Linked DNA regions of Sus scrofa: region 2 is linked to region 1. Evidence: chromatin contacts called from public Hi-C data. All regions are on one chromosome and are shown on one strand. The core of a region is the stretch at or near the end of the contact, and the rest is flanking DNA. Distances in the headings are between cores, read along the strand shown.

What was found. A called contact is a pair of places that touch in the nucleus more often than the background predicts.
Region 2: a Hi-C map of omental adipose tissue shows a contact between it and region 1, with 1.9 times the contacts expected there. The contact joins two enhancer-like sites. A contact is called at or near these places in 2 of 47 Hi-C or Micro-C datasets (embryonic fibroblasts and omental adipose tissue).

Annotation. Positions count from the first base shown.
Region 1 is chr6:107,064,181-107,069,928 of Sscrofa11.1, reverse strand. No RefSeq gene overlaps it. Among named protein-coding and RNA genes, the nearest start is that of MIR133A-2, 68 kb to the right of the region's middle. Within about 2 kb of position 2,853, at least 3 of the 83 cell types and tissues checked have an H3K27ac peak or open chromatin away from gene starts, as enhancers often do. A contact at or near this core is called in omental adipose tissue, where this site is marked.
Region 2 is chr6:107,834,749-107,840,496 of Sscrofa11.1, reverse strand. The region is part of intron 2 of LOC106510680 (a long non-coding RNA gene); the gene reads left to right. Among named protein-coding and RNA genes, the nearest start is that of RBBP8, 86 kb to the left of the region's middle. Within about 2 kb of position 3,581, at least 4 of the 83 cell types and tissues checked have an H3K27ac peak or open chromatin away from gene starts, as enhancers often do. A contact at or near this core is called in omental adipose tissue, where this site is marked.

The sequences.
Region 1 (5,748 bases), core at 1,604-4,103:
TGTCAAACACCTGGTGTCAGTTTTGTAGGAAGAAGTCAGCAAAAATAGAGCAGGCATGGCCCCTTGTCCCTTAAAACCATCAAGTGGCCGGCCAAGTTAAAGGTGTATTGGTGATGTATATGGTTCATCTTCTGATTTTGGACAAAGAGTTTGATAAAGAAAAGTAATGCCACCCCATTGGGAGAATGGCTTCCTGAAGGCTGGATTTCCTCCTTGGAAAATCAAAAAAAGGGGAGCAGGCTGATGACCTCAAAGGCTTCTTCAGACCAAGAATTCTTAGCCTGCTGGTAGGGTTCTGTCTATGTCCTTTTCCCCAGCAAGAACATTATTAGAGGATCAGGGTGGGGAGAAGCGCAGGGAAAATGACAGGCCAACATGTTTTCAAGGGCTTCATTTACTTTCCCCAATGTCTTGTCCTCACACAGAGCCCAGCCAAGTTCAGAGAAATTGGTTTGGGGAAACAAACACAACTTAGACATCACAATGTCATGTTAAAAAAAAAAAAAAAATGAGTAGTTCCCATTGTGGCTCAGTGGTTAACAAATCCAACTAGGAACCATGAGGTTGAGGGTTCAATCCCTGGCCTTGCTCAGTGGGTTGAGGATCCGGCGTTGCTGTGAGCTGTGGTGTAGGCTGCAGACATGGCTCGGATCCCGTGTTGCTGTGGCTCTGGCGCAGGCCGGCAACTACAGCTCCAATTGGACTCCTAGCCTAGGAACCTCCATATGCCGCGGAAGCAGCCCTAGAAAAGGCAAAAAGACAAAAAAAAAAGACAAGACAAGTCACTCCAGGTGTGGGTTTGCAGCATTTTAACCAACTGGTAACTCTGTTTTCCTTCTTCCTTATCAGGGCCCAAGTTACTAAGAAAACAGTTTATTTGACTAAAAATCATAAACGACAATAGGAATCTTGGTGCTGTGCAAATTAAATGAGATGTAAACTCTTAGCATGGTGATTGGCATTAGTAAATAATCGATAATTATTAGCGATTGTTGCATTGGTGACAACTTACTTTTGGTAATCTCCTTATGAAGCAGTTTCACATATTATTTCACTTAATCTGATCTTTCAACACGTGTTTAATGGATGCCTGCTAGGATGTGTCAGAATCTGTTCTGAGCACTGGGAATACAATCATGACCAAGATTGGCAGAGGCTGTGCCCTCACAGAATTTATGTTCTGGTTGGGGGAGAAAAACAGTGAACAAGGAAAAATGGTACAGTGAGGGGACCAGGGTAAGAAAGGGTGGGGACTGGTTGTTACACTCAGAGTCGTCGGGGAAGCCCTCTTTGGTGAGGAGACATTTGAGCAGATGCCTGAAGGAAGTGAGGGGTGAGCCCTGTGAATGTTCATGGGAAAGTCGTTGAAGGTGGAGGGAACAGCAGATGCAAGGCCCAGGGGTAGAAAAGTGGGTGGCATGTTTGGGAAAGAAAAAGGAGGCAGTGAGAGGCTGGGGTGGGAGGATGCCAGGGGCCTGGACCATGGAGGGATTCTGTTTTCTTTCCCAGGTTAGAGGCAAAGCCTTTGGAGGGTCCTAAGCACAGGAGGAAAGCAGGGCGAGGAGGCAAGGGGACAGAGCACTGAAACCAGGTCAGGGTGAGACTTGAGTCGCTCTGCCCATGCCTCCCCGGACAGACACATGACAAGAGAAGGTCGGATGTACTCATGACATTAGGAGACACCGGGCTAGATCCAGTTTTGAGTAAAAAATCTGGGGAGTTCTCATTGTGGCTCAGTGGGTTACAAATCCAACTAGTATCCATGAGGATGCAGGTTCAATCCCCAGCCCTGATCAGTAGGTTAAGGTCCTGTGTTGCCACAAGCTGCAGCATAAGTCACATATGTGTTTTGGATCCAGTGTTGCTGTGGCTGGGGTGTAGGGTGGCAGCTACAGCTCCAATTTGACCCCTAGTCTAGGAACCTCCATATGCTATGGGTGTGGCCCTAAAAAAAAAAAAAAAAGGAAGAAAAAGAAAGAAACCTGGGCGAGGGGTGGCAGTCACTAGATTCGGAAGACCATTTTGCAAAAATCAAAGCCTCTAACCAGTTCCCTGGAGAAGAAAAGTTGCTTGTGATCTGAGCTACCAACTGTGAGAGAGCCCCACAGCGAGGGTAGGGGACCCCATTAGAATCCCTTCAGGGAACTTTATCTCCTTCTCCACCAGGCTAGGGAGCCTCCAGGCTCCTCAGAGGAAGCTGCCAAGAGGTTCGGTCCTCAGAGAGGAGACGGACCTGCATCAATCACTTGAGTATTTATCCAGTGCTGACATGCCCACAGCTGCGATAGGCCAGCAAGAAATCCTGGTCCCTGTCATCAATTTGTTTATAATTTGGCTCAACAGAGATGGGACTCACATAAAATGCTTTGTAAGCAAACCCCTGAGGTTAAACCAAAGGCTCACCCAGAATAGGTCCTTAACAAATAGCTGTGATGGGAACTGTTAAAACTTGTAGGAGTTGGGATAGAGGAGAGATCCCCATCTTGACACTCCTGGGAAGGCTCCAGGGCTCGGGGGCAGAGTGTAGGACGTGCCCTGGATGGAGAAGTTCTCAGGCCAAGGGAGAGGGATGAGCAAGGCTTCCATCTGCACCGGGTCCCCAGGGACGTGGCTAACACGAGAAAGCTGCATGTTGTTAGGTGTCTGCTGCACAAGCACTTTTGTCCCGCTGTCCCTTGATCTTTCTTACTGATATAACGATACCGCCCTTCCCTATTGCGTTTTATCCTCGAAGAGACTGCAACATTGGGGGTAATGGGGAAACCTGTGATCCTGTGCCTGGCCTGCCTGCTGTTGGAGAGATCCTCTCACTAGATGGAGATGGTGTCCTTGCCAGCAACAGGCGGTGGTGACTCTCTGCCATCTGCTGGCACACTCCCCTCCAGCCACAGAAAGGCCAGGCCTGAGTTAGCTCCGTAAGGACGTCTGGGGGCATTTCCCCTAATCCTCAAGAGGCCTGAGCCACAGGCCCTCAGGCAGGCCCCTCCCAAACCTGGGGAAGGGTCCCGGAGTGGTTCATAGGGTCACATTGTTTGTAAAATAGGTGAAAGTAATATTTTGTTTTGTTTCCCACCTTTGGCCGCAACCATCACATAAGGAAGTTCCCGGCCAGGGATCGAATCCGAGCTGCAGCTGCAGCAGCTCTGGATCCTTAAGCCGCTGTGCCACAGTGGGAACTCTAAAAGTCATATATTTCAAGGGCAATTGGTGAAGACTACTTAGTGTTTGCACTCCCACTTTTCTTCTGCTTCTCTGTGTCAAGGGCAGACATCGACATGGCTTGTGGTGGCTTCTCTGTATGTTGAAGTGATTGCTAAGCCAGCCTGGTATGGACATGGCTTCTAGGACCACGCCTCTCCCCCTCCCTGCCTGGTGGTGTGATGAAAGAAGGCAGGGCCAAGAGGGTCCGTCAGGATACATGTGTCCCATGGCCCCCTCATACATGGGTCGTGCGGGAGAAAAAACATTTGCAATAAAGGCAACTGGAAGCTGGCCTGTGAAAAATTCTTCCAATCATCGGACATGTAAATGGTGAGCCAAAGATTTAGGTATTAACACCTAGTCAAAATGGCCTGGTCTCCAGTCAAGATATTAGGGATGGGGTGTGTGTGGGGGAAGCATTTACAATAAAGGGATTTCTTAATAAAAATATGTTCCCCCCATCCCCGATTTGGAAATATTTGTAGTCTTTTTTCCTAATTGCAATTTGCTGTGATTTATTTTTCTCATTCTAAATAAAAATTTACTGGAGTTCCTGTCGTGGCTCAGTGGTTAACGAATCGAACTAGGAACCATGGGGTTGCAGGTTCAATCCCTAGCCTTGCTTGGTGGGTTAACCATCCGGTGTTGCCGTGAGCAGACCCGGCTCGGATCCTGCGTTGCTGTGGCTCTGGCATAGGCCAGCAACAACAGCTCCGATTCGACCCTAGCCTGGGAACCTCCATGTGCCACGGGAGCGGCCCAAGAAATGGCAAAAGGACCAAAAAAAAAAAAAATTACTTTAATGTCTACGTTTGTATTTGTGATTTTCTATTGTTTTCCTAAAGAGGACATCCCAAATTATATAAGCTCCAGGCCCCACAAAAACCTTGATCTTGAATGTCCATATTAACTTGAATACCTCTTTTGCCAAAACCATGGAAGGCACTGATTTCTGTTTGTCTGGTCGAGAGGCTATGTGCTACAGACTAGGGTCAGAGACTGGAGCTGGACTGCCAGGGTTCAAATGCCATGGGAAGAATGAGCCACCACACCTTAGGAGGTACTTCATACATGTTAAATGTATGATTAGTGCTTTTGACCTGTCAGTTCTCATTCTGAATACTTAGATACAACAATTACAAAACATAGAACTTTAATAATTTGTAACCCTGTTTTATGTTCAATCATTTTTTTTCTTTTTTTAAGGCCATACCTGTGACACATGGAGGTTCCCAGGCTAGGGATTGAATCAGAACTACGGCTGCTAGCCTACACCACAGCCACAGCAACGCAGGATCCCAGCCACATCTGCGACCTACATCACAGCTCACAGCAACGCCAGATCCTTAACCCACTGAGCAAGGCCAGGGGTCGAACCCACAACCTCATTGTTCCTAGTTGGATTCGTTTCCACTGCGCCACAACAGGAACTCCTATTTCAGTCATTGTTAACTGAAACACTATTTTAAAAGAAAAGAGTAAATTAAGGCTTTGTGTTCATTTCATCCATTTCACACCAGAAGGTAACGTGGGGATGGGGTGCAGGTGTCAGATGAATTCGGCTTGAAGAAAGAGGCATGCGAAAGAGAGTACGTGAAAGGCAGAGCTCCCTCCAACAGCAGAAAGATCCCCCTGCCCCAGGGCTAAGCCATGGAGTCCTAATGGCAGCAGCAGCTCTTCAGGTCACTAAGAGGATTTTACTGACCCCTCGTGGGAGAGAGGAGTTGGTGCACCAAGGAAGACACCAGTCCAGGGAATTTTTTTTTTCCTACAATCCTTCAGGGAAAAACTCAAGAAGGGGGAAGGTGAGGTATGTTACTAACCGCCTGGGTTCTTCCCATTCAACTTGAAACTCTCATTGACAGTCAATTCTCACATCACCTTTTTTCCTGACAGACCTCAGAGCTCCCATCAAAGGCAGGTGTGCGATATCAGGTTGTGGTTTAAAAAAAAAAAAAAAGATAGGAAGGGAGGGAGGGGAGATAAGAAAAAGAAAACTAATGTTGGAACCCTAGTGCAGCTACTAACTAAATGAAAAACTGAGAAATTTGCTGAATTTCTCTGAACCTCCCCATCCTCACAGGTAAAATGAAATTCAGTGACGGAATCAGACGATATGTATAATGCACTGTGTGTGGTAGGTACTCAATAAGTGCTTACGTTGCTATCCTGACGCACAAGAATGTCACATTTACTCACCGTCTTGACGTTTATTAGGCAGTTACTTCACACCTAGAACATCCCCTTAAAAAGAGAAAAAAATTTAGAGGTTTCTCTTTAATGAACAATTTCCTCAGTTGAGGCCCGGTCTGACAGCCTCTGACCACACACACAGATAGAAAACACTTCTTGTTCAGGAAGCTTGGTTTCCCCTGTGCAAGCAGAATTCCAGGTGGGGGCACAGAGAACACCACCTGCCCTCCCCAGTGGGGCCAGCAGGACGGTGTGTCTTCCTTCACCTTCACATAGGAAATGCCTAAGGTCCCACACAGAGGTAAATACTCTGCTGAAACCAGAGGGAGATGATTCCTATTTTTTCCAACCTGC
Region 2 (5,748 bases), core at 2,332-4,831, 770 kb before region 1:
GAAAAGAGCACCTAGATCATGTGGAAGAAACTATGTAGGGAGACTGGGGAAGGGAATTAGCATTTGTTGAACAACTGCTATGTTCCTGGCTGTGTGCTCTGCTTTTCTTCTTGAGGGAGTGGAATTGGGGTTTTTTCTCTCACTAAAACTTCTTTGATGCAAATGAGTGATTCAATGGGTTGATATTATTACCCGACTCCAGGACTTTTCTAGAACCTGCAAAGTCACTGTTAGGGGACAAGTCTGTATGGGTCTCTTGCATATTTAGTGACCAGAGGCACTGACAGTCTTTTGTTCCGGATTATGTTCTCAAGGATGATTTACTTATTTATTTATTTATTGTCTGTGCTTGCGGCATATGAAAGGTCCCAGGCCAGGGATTGAACCCATGCCACAGCTGTGACAATGCTGGATCCTTAACCACTAGTGGGCTAGGGAACTCCTCAAGGGTGTTTTATAGTGAATGGTCTTGGAAAATAGAGACAGTGTATGCAGAGCAGAGGTTTGCCTTTGTCCAGTGTAATAAAAATAATGTCTCCTCCTGGAGAAAAGGTTGGGAAGCTTTGCTTGCAGCTTTTATAAGATTTGGGTTCCCTAAGCCAAGCATTGCTCAGCTGTGACGCAAACCAACAGTATGCACAGCATCCACCGGGGCATTCCCCCTGTGCTGCTGTGGAACCTGGGGAGTAAGGGAAACCAATGCTACTGCTCTGGCTTGAGTGCTAAAGTCCTTTTCTCTGATCCAGGATTTTTTTTTTTTCCTTTTAGGGCCGCACCCTTGGCATATGGAAGTTCCCAGCCTAGGGGTAAAGTTGGAGCTGTAGCTGCCGGCCACAGCCACAGCCACGCTGGATCTGTAACCCGCTGAGCAAGGCCAGGGATTGAACTCGCCACCTCATGATTCCTAGTCAGATTCATTTCTGTTGCACCATGACGGGAACTCCTGATCCAGGAATCTTGTATCTTCTAGCAGCACCCGTGAAACTGAGTAGCCGAACTTGTTAGCACCTAAGTAGGGTGAAATCTCAAACGCTGCAGTTCTTGGCTGTCACCCTACTGAGTGAGCGCCCAATTGCTAGATGCCTGGCTTCTGTGGTTCAATAGTGCCTGCCCTCCCCACCTTCCAGAAGGAGGGATCCCAGTTCACCATGCCCTTGCTCTAACTATAGTCTTGCCTCATTTTAAGAAAAATCAGATATGAAGAATAATTCAAATATTAAAATTAACCAGCAGATGAATAGGCACATAATATATAACATTTGTATTACACTTCACAGAGCACATGTATAATTATATAACACTGGAATTTCAGGATCTGATTTTTTAATAGGTTTTAATTAACTGTTAATAGCATGATGAATTTCCAGGACCCAGTAGAAGTGTTTATTACATTTAGCATAGAAAATCCCCCAGGTTGAAGGCATTTCTACAGAACCAGGTTTTTCTAAAATAATTTTTCTTATTCCTAGAAACTTGAAAACTGCTCTCGAACTTTAGAATTACAGTGTAGGAATGGGTTCAGTTTCTGTGTGTGTGTGTGTGTGTGTGTGTGTGTGCATTTGTTAAAATGCAAATTATTCAGTTTCTAATTCACTGAATCAAGGCTGGGATTCAGAATTCTACATTTTCAAAATGTAACCTCAGGATAGGTTCTGATGCTGGCATCTTAGGAACCACCTTCTGAGAACTGTCTCTGGAAACATAAGATTCCTAAGGTAAATGAATGACTTAAGATATGCAAATGATTTTTTCAACTGTGGCTTCTGATCATAAGAGTTATTTTTAACAGGTTGCTAATAGCCTTTGTTGTAAGAATACGTGAGTGCCACTTGAGTGTAGGACTGCTTGTGAAGGATTATAAACAGTGGCTGAACTAGATATGTTTCAGTGACCAGAGCCATATCAGTGACAATGCTGGATCAGTGCTCACTGACCACCAGGGAACTCCCTATATTTTCTTTTTATGTATCAGGAAATACTTATGAGCTCTGGCTATGTACAGCGGTATGCCTATTGCTTGAGATGGCTTCATTTTCACATCCATTGCCTTCTTTCCTCATTGTTTCCAATTCTTGTAACTGGATTTTTATGAATAAGGATTGAAACTTCAGAGGCCATGGATTTAGTCTTTTTTTATCTTACTCAAGAACATTTCATTGGGCACTCGTGCAACTCCATAGTGTAGGTAAAAGACTCATTTTATCCTTATATTACAGCTGTGAAAATTATCCAGCAAAGATGTTAAATGAATTATAAGAATCACACAAGGAGGGAATGATTGAACTAATGCTTGAATCTCAATTTTCTGACTTCCACCCACCGCTCTTAGCTATTGGCAATACTACCTACCATATGAATTCTGCAGGGATCCTGTTACATTTTGATATAATTTGATTCTGATGAAAAGCAATTTACATGTACATTTCCAGGACAAAGAATTCCTTATTGTCTAAGCATGGTACACCTGTGCAGCAAAGAAAAACACTAACAATGTCATAAAATACCCCAAAGGAAAAGACAGGGTTCTGTTTTCAAAATGAAGTGATGTCTGCAATAAGCAGAACCAAACCTCATTACAGAACGTCATGTTCTGTCCCCAAGACCTGCACACTGAATTATCTTGCCAGTCTTCAAAACGTCTGATGAGAGAGGGGAATGGAAAAGGCTGTGCAAAGCAGACTCAGAATGTGGACACACTGCCATGTTAATTCTGAAGGGGACTTAGGGACCACACCTTGGTTGCTTGTTCCCAAGTACCATGCCAACCATTGCTCTGGATTTCCTGCCTTTCCCAGAGACTTCTCTGGATTTTGTATTTTTCAGGGCACCCAGACCCTGTCTGGCTTTCAATAAATGTTCAGGAACAACAATAACACAGAAGTGACTGTTTATTCAGATGGAAATTAACATGGATGAGATAACATTCTGGATTTCTGTTTCCCACTCATGTGATTGTGGTTTAAGCAACAAGAGAGAGAATGGATTTAATACACATTCCTATCACTGATAGAGATTGGCACTACTTACCTTGGGATGGGTTCTTTACTGTTTTCAAAATGCTCCCACATGTATCATCCTCCTTAACTAACCAAACACCTATGAAGTGAGCTGCACATATATCTATATTATGTAACAAATGGAGCTCAAAGAGATGAACTGACTTGTCTAATGTTGCAGTTATTTAGCTTGTCTGATTTTGAACCTGGTTCTTGACTCATCTTTAATTTTTCATTCACTTAACCACAAAGTCTGAGATTCTCCTCTAGCCAGAAAGTGAACATCATCTTAGAACTCTGGACTCTGCAATGTGGTGCGGTGGCCAGAATATCCTGGGCTTAATTCCAAGTTCTGCTTACCACCTGCCTTAGTTCAGTTGTTTATAACCTACCTAAGTCTCAGTTTCCATATTAGTCAGGACTTCCAGTGACTTGTCACAGAAGCTTAGTTTAAACTAGCTTAGATCCTGGGAGGGACTCGCTATTGATATTGTTGGAAAGGCAGGGGTGTAACAGAGCACCACAGGAACCAAGCTCTTATTGCAACTGGGACTCCTCTCTTTCTTCTCATGGGTCCCTGTTAAATTCCTTCCCACTGCAGTTCTGCCTCTCTGTGCTATATATGCCCGTGGCTGAGGTGCTGACATGTGTACAGCCTTGTGGTGGGAGGAAGGGGCCCTTCACCCCAGTACAATTCAGAACAACCTAGGAAAAAGTTTCCTCCTTCTGGTCATGTCACCCTAAGACTGGCCGGAAATGTAAGCTACTGTAATGGCCCAGCTTGGATCAGTGGCCCTGGAGCTCACTGGCCCTGGGTGCTACATTGGCTCCACTTAAACCGCATGCCTTGGGTGGGGAGGAGCAGTTTACTAAAAGAAGGGGGAGGCTGTTACTAGGTGAAGAGGAAAGGGGTTGTGGCAGATAAAATCAATAGATGTGTCCTATGGGCTTTTAATCTGTTAGAAAAGAATAACAATGCCGGCTTTTCTCGGTTCTTTGGTGAGGATTATGAATGCACTGGAAACTACCACATCTATATCATCAGTCCTGATACCTTTCTGAAGTTCTTGTTCCTTCTTTCTAAAAGAATAATGTCAAAAATCCTTCACGTGGCACCAAGACTCCTTTTATTTGCCCTTTGCCTTGCCTCTTTAGCCTCATCTCTTTCTACTCCCTTCTGAACTCCGTATTCTGATCTTATTAAACCATCTTGAAAACAGCATGCTCTCTCTTATCTCCAGACCTTAAAAAGTGCCTAGCATGTAGTTGGTTACGCTTTAATATATGTTGAATTAATTAGCGAATAAATTAATCAGTAATAGTCTGGCCTGTAGCAAGTGCTCTCTATATAGACGTTATTATTTTTCATTTTGTCTGCAAACTGCCAACCCCATTGTCACATTCCATCTTGATTCAACTAAAGGCTAGAATCCTTTTGTGCCAAAACACTTATTCTCAAGGTAGAGGTCATCCTGGGTAGGCAGTGGGTTGTTGGGATCAGCAAGATCAATGGTCAGTGATCATAACCAGTCATGGACACAGACTTATGGAGACACCTTCCTGGGGTGCCTCAATGCTGCTGTAATCTCCTTTCTGTCTGTAGAAACTGCATGTGTCACCTTGGAGGGGAGAAAGCTTCTCTAATCTTCTTTCCCTAGTGTATAGACAGACACAATTATTAGGCAAAATAACTGTTACCTTGGTAGGCAGAGTAGCTAGCTCTGGGATTGAGGGGGGATGATGTGTTTGTTTGTTTGTTTTTCTTGCTTCTTTAGGGCCGTACTTGTGGCATATGGAGATTCCCAGGTTAGGGGTCCAGTCAGAGCTATAGCTGCCAGCCTCTACCACAGCCACAGCAACATCAGATCTGAGCCACGTCTGCTACCTACACCACAGCCCATGGCAATGCCAGATCCTTAACTCACTGAGCAAGGCCAGGGATCGAACCTGCGACCTCATGGTTTCTCCTCAGATTCATTTCCACTGAGCCACGACGGGAACTCCTGATGTGGCTTTTTATTTTATTTTATTGTATTTTTAATTTTTTGTTATTATTATTATTATTTTATAGTTATTTCCCCAATACAATTTTTTTTCCTACTGTACAGCATGGTGTCCCAGTTACATGTACATGTACACATTCTATTCTGATGTGGCTTTTTGATGGAGGAAAAGGTCAGACACATGTTAGCATGGCCTGATTAGCAGAGGGCGAGGAAAAATGATCAGAGAAGGGTGAGCTGAGGGAAGCCCTTGGCTTACCTGATGTGAGGGGCTGCATCAGAGAGGCCAGGCCAGGGATGTGCAGAGTCTTAGCACTGAGAGGAGGGTGTGGGATACATGCTAGATTGGTGAAGGTCTAGACTATGGGAGAGGGAAGCATCATGCTGGCTATGAAAGAGCACTGGGTGAGGAGACTTGGGTTCCAGGCCTGGATCTGCCTGAACTACTAGCTGTGTTCCTTTGCTTGGGTCACATTTTTCTCTGAGCTTTGTCCAGAGCACATTGAGAAATTACTCAGTGAACTGAATCAGCTTCATGACAGTAAAGTGTAACATGATTTTTAAAGCTATAACATACAATTGTATAGTTAGCACTCATCAATTAAAAGTATAACTATTGAACTTTCCAGAATTCATTTTTATGGGACTTTATCTTACAACTTTGCTGTTAGGAAGCACAGATATGCTCCGAAATAAATCTGTTTTGTCATTTAAAAAGTCATTGGAAAGTTGACTAAGTTCAAAGAAAT